Linked DNA regions of Xenopus tropicalis: region 1 is linked to region 2. The links are chromatin contacts, called in public Hi-C maps. All regions are on one chromosome and are shown on one strand. The core of a region is the stretch at or near the end of the contact, and the rest is flanking DNA. Distances in the headings are between cores, read along the strand shown. Region 1 has its middle 78 kb from the start of sp4. Region 2 has its middle 110 kb from the start of sp8.

Region 1 (2,700 bases), core at 90-2,589, 80 kb before region 2:
AAGAATCATTGGTGGGCAGTTTGTCTGTGTATGACCTGCCTGCCCTTTATTGACACTTTGTGGAGGTCACTCTGAATGGCTTGAGCTCATTGAAACCAACTGACCACCTCCTTTTCTCTATCTGAGCAATACAGATAGAAAGACAAACACATTTATTTCTAACCTTTTAGTTTTACGTTCTTTAAGGCTGAGATCTGATCTGTAGACTTTTTGCCCCTCACCAAAAAATAAGTTTACAACTCATGCATAGCAGAAAATATAAGTAGTCAAGAGTTACATTAATTTTAAAATGTATAAATCATTAAGACATGATCTGTGATACCATTCTTAGTACAACATTGTATTGGCAAAGATCCATTCTAATCTCAACATGAGTTGGCCCTCTTATGTACATATATATGATTTTTGTCCCCTTATATACTGCCCAGACAATCCTGATCTATATCCTTGTTCCATGGAGATACATTGGTTTGTACATAGGTTAGGTTTGAGAATCTCATCTGCCAGTGCTCCCTATTGGCCAGTGCATGTAACATCAGCAGATAACGGTGTAAGGAGGAGCTGCTCAGTTCATCTTGCTCAGATTTGGCCAAAAGGAACAATAACAAGGCCAGATTCATAGAATGCAAAGGACTTAGACATTAATGATTAATTCTTCTGCAAAAAAATCCAAATATTTAGCATATGATAAATGATTATCCTTGTACATACTGGGCTCTATTCAAATGTATATTTAATGATTGCCCTATATAAGCCATATATGATAAAAGTCAATAATTTGACTTCTTAATACCATGCAGACGATATCTGTGTTTCTTATGTATGTTCATTAAGGCCCCAGCAGCAAATGTGTAAATTTCTAATGTTTAATCAAACTTCAGTTTGGGCACTAAATAAAAAATGGACTGGCCATATACACTTAAATATAAAATACATAATAAAAAAAAGTATGCAGTGGTTTATAGGGCTCTGTAGATTTATTTTTTCCGTAAAAAAATAAAGTGGTTCTCTAATTATGATGTTTATAAAGAGTTTTTCTATTGCTGGTCCTTCCTTTGTGCCCTGAATATTCAGAACAAATTCTCATCACTGCACATACCTTTCTTGGAGCAATTTCAACTTTTCCCATGTCTATTAGACTTAAAACCAAATCTTGCTTAGCCCATTGCTTCCTTGGTGAGATCATTAAGTAAATTATTTTAACATCAAACAGCCTGCAGTGACAATAGAGTCCCATATAAGGTAAATGCTTCAAAGGTCCCCCCTTCTAATTATACCTCTACAGCCTATTCATCACCTTTCCATGGGGCTTACCCCACTATTACTTGGCTTTAGCTGGAGGCAAGGGTAGCACCACTAATTGGCTTTTGTAACAAAACTGACCTGTGGACAGGATCAAACTTGTTTAGGGCTTAAAGAATAAAAAAAATTATTTAAGGTTAAAGAGACATGAATACGACAACTGCTTGACCATAGAAATGGGGGAATAAATGTCTTCCTCTGAGATTCGTAATGTCAAAGAATGTCTTCGTGTTGTGACCATAGAAAACAAAAGCCCCTTCAGGTAGCCAAACTGGTCCACTTTTTTGCTCAAGGACAGATTGGCCTGTCGTTTTTTTTTTTCCTTCTTAGATTTCCTCTTATCAAGAGCCTTTGATCTTCAAGAAGCAAAAGAATGGGAACAATTTATATGCACAATACAGGTGCAGAGGCTTTTTGACAGGTCTCAGCATTTAAATCTGGCACGTTGCACGCATACAAATAGATTTCTGACAGATTGGAGTGGGTACAGATTCTTAATAAAAGCTAAGTCACACCTGCGGGACAGAAACCACTTCAATCTTGCATGCATTAGAATGCAGGTAAATACAGTGGACCTCCTGCAGAGAGAAATGTTATTCAGCTGCAACAAGTCATCGTGTAGGAGGAAAGGGACAGCAAAGGGTAAAAAACAAAACCACCGATTGCATGTGAAAGCGCCCACAGTTTGAGTTATTTTTAACTAAATCCATGTCTGCAAACTGTATGGACATTACTCCTATACAGCAAAACCTCAAATTTGCCTACCCTGATTTTAAGTGTTCCCGTATTTTACATTGTTTTTTGTGGTCCCAACAATTTATAATACATTTATGGGTGATTTTCCCTGATGTTACATAATGTTTTCCCTTATTTTACATAAAACTTTTGTCCTAATGTTCCCAAAAATGGCAGTTTGTCCTCTGTGAATATTATTATTAGTGAAATTAACCAGATACATAATTACTGTAAACAATAATTTCTAGTTAGTCTGCACCTCATACAGCCATGCACAAATCACTTGTTGCTTCAGGTTGTGCATCTGACTGTCAGAGAGGTCTTGCACATGCTGGGGGGGGGGGGGGGGGGCATGTGCAACATTAGTGTATATTTAAACAAGAAGTTTAGCTGTACTAATTATGTTGAATGGATAATCCTGATTTATTTAGATTTAATACCTCTAAGGCTAATGTCCCCCGGAGAGATTGAGCCTGCAGGATTGAACTTCATGAAACTTTGGAAAGCCAACAATGTGTGGGCCTTTCCACCAGCAATTCTCTTTGTTACCAGTGGAAAGGCATTTTGGAGAGATTTGTTGCTCGTGGTAGCAGAGATCTATTTGGAGCGACTAAATCTTTCCGTGGGACATTAGCCTAAAACATACACATACCCCCACTCTCT
Region 2 (2,700 bases), core at 192-2,691:
CGCAGTTGTGATGGTTATAGGACAGATTTATTTCTTTTGGTACCCAATAAATCATATAAAATTGCTTTCTGTGCAAGAACCACAGTAAAATCACATTTATTGGTGGTGATTTTCAAATCTTAAGTTTTACTCTTTGTTTAGCAGGCGTTCTTACATTATTAACAGTTCAGCTGTTTCAGTCCTATTTGGTACATCTTATTTCATATTATGTTTATGGGAGTCCTAGCCAATAATGTAGAGCTACTCTTTTCTACAATCCACCATATTTTGTTGCCTAGACTTTCATGGCTTTTACTCATCAAATCAAATTTTTATACAGTCACAAATCACTTTTAACAAGTAAAATGTTATCACCAAGCCCAAAGAACAAACACAGAGTTGGTACTAAGTAAGTGGGGGTTCATTGACAAGACTAAGGTGTATATTCGCCAACTGTCTGAAGTGCAATTAATGTAGAATATAATAGAATTGCTGATAATATTGTAGGTTAGAGATGAATTGTGATATGAATAGAGGCAACCAAACCTACAATAGGCCGGATCTATCAAGAGTTTTGCTAAAGTCTCTTTTGTATGAACTTCTTTGTGGAGTCACGGTCCCTGTGTTGCCACTGTACAATCAATTAGCCTTGTTTATTTCTAAAGATAAATATACATTGATAAGTAAGGGTTATTTTCCCCTTACAGAAACAGTAAACTGCAATGCTGTAACATCCCATGTACAGAAAATTCCTTCCCTGCATTTAAGTTGGTTAGTGGTAAATGGGTGCTGCCATATTGTTGGCATCTTTTGCTATGGATTGGTATCCTTTATTTATGGCCAGTAGGAATTATGTTTTAAAGGCAGATATGGAGAATTACTCAAGTCAGTCTCTTTTGTACACTTATACTGCAACTGTACATGACTCCTGCCCCCCTTCAGTAGTGATTTACTCATTGTTATGCCAATGGAAAGCCATATGGCAGCTCCAGTTTATGGTGGCAAATGCAAATGCAAGCACACAATAAACAATGTACTAGTACTTTAGATACAAATGACCTAACAAATGGACAGCCTCAAGCCTCCTGTGCTGAGATATTCAGTTATGAGAAATATAGATGTGACTTTTATTTTATCGGATGCTACCAGAGACATGCCGAGCTGCAGAGCAGAACTGTGAATGGGGCGATGCTCCGACACAATAAGATTGCAAACCATTAAAACTGGCATCTTTTAGACAAAACGTCCACATGCTCCTCTGGCCCTGTTGTGACAGCCAGCGGTATCAGCGTCAGTCAATTACCTTCACAAATGCCTCTTGTGCTAATGAGCACTTACAAAAATCACCGGACTTTTCTGGCAAGGAGAAAAGATCAGTTTCATTGCTTGCAGAACTAATTCAGTGTACAAAAGTGAAGGCTCCGCCATTTCTGCCTCTTTTATTGCTCCTTTTGTGAGGGCTTTTGATGTGCACTGAAGAGATTGGTCTGTGTTTGGGGCTCTTCATCTCCAGTTCATTGCTTGTCATTAACATACATATCCATATGAAAAGTTTGGTAAGTCACTAACAGCTGTCCAGAATGGAGTTTCAGGGAGGGGGGGGGGGAGAATCTCTCCTTTCTTAAAATGCTGACAGAACTATTTAGTTCCTTTTGGCAATGATATACCTAACTTTTAAAAGCCGCCTTTCACTCGGAGAGCAACTAAGCAGAATGCTACAGTCTTGCACACAATCTTTTTCTTTTACTTTCAATCAGTGAGTTGTTTCCTTTACAAAGAGCCCTACATTGTAGAGCAGACTGACACATATATTTCCTTAAAATAAAATAAAAGCATTCTTTGGATTCATAGCGTAGCCTTTCTGCTTTTTTCCCTCTGAGACAGAATACAGCATTTGTATAGAGTGGAGCTGTATTTGCTGCCAAAGAGTGCAAGCCGTTGGGCTCAAATACTCGACTATACGGGTGAACTATTTTTAAAAAATATAGCAGGGGGTAGAACAGGGAGCCTTAAGGAGGCTTTGTTCCAAAGTTGCTGCCCATACGAGTCATTCAGGTTGGATCAGTTTGGCCACAGGGGGCACTGTTCTACTGAAATATATTCTAAATCTTTAAATGAACCCAGCAATGTAAGCAGCATGGTAGCTCCCACTGGTATCAATAAATAATAAATACCAATAAAGCTTTGTTGTAGGCAAAATATAGACGTAACTAACCAAAAAAGTAAAAGGGCACAAAAGAGCAAAATGTAGAAACACCAAGTAGAAAAAGTGATCCAGGTGCACCAGCCCCTCCGCACAGGGAGCAGCAAACCATAAATAGCAAAAATATGGGCATTCAGGCACTCCAAGGATTCTGCAAGGAATAGACGGACTTTATTCAAAGCAACATGAAAATAGTAAACATGTCTATTAGCCCTATTAGAGTAAAAATACAGAAGCATAAGTAAGAAATATTATATTTAGATGTATATATTGGCTTTGAACAAAGCAGACTCCTCACTCACCATAGAAGTCCATTATTCCTCTTCCTTCTACGCTCAGACTTGTTCAAACCCACCAGGGATTGGGTGGCAGGTTATACATTTCCATTAAACAAAAGAACATACTTCTTATTTTGCTTACTAATGCATTTTTTTCTCCTTGAAAAAAAATAATAACAAATTCTGTCTGTCAGCTATATCTGTTGCCTCAGGGAACTTCCCTGCAAAATATATTTTAAT

The links. Hi-C and Micro-C count contacts between places; a contact is called where the count stands out from the background.
Region 1: a Hi-C map of gastrula embryo shows a contact between it and region 2, with 2.3 times the contacts expected there. The contact joins two enhancer-like sites. A contact is called at or near these places in 2 of 5 Hi-C or Micro-C datasets (gastrula embryo and neurula embryo).

Annotation. Positions count from the first base shown.
Region 1 is chr6:39,392,515-39,395,214 of UCB_Xtro_10.0, reverse strand. No RefSeq gene overlaps it. Among named protein-coding and RNA genes, the nearest start is that of sp4, 78 kb to the left of the region's middle. Within about 2 kb of position 1,339, at least 3 of the 11 cell types and tissues checked have an H3K27ac peak or open chromatin away from gene starts, as enhancers often do. A contact at or near this core is called in gastrula embryo, where this site is marked.
Region 2 is chr6:39,312,507-39,315,206 of UCB_Xtro_10.0, reverse strand. No RefSeq gene overlaps it. Among named protein-coding and RNA genes, the nearest start is that of sp8, 110 kb to the right of the region's middle. Within about 2 kb of position 1,441, at least 2 of the 11 cell types and tissues checked have an H3K27ac peak or open chromatin away from gene starts, as enhancers often do. A contact at or near this core is called in gastrula embryo, where this site is marked.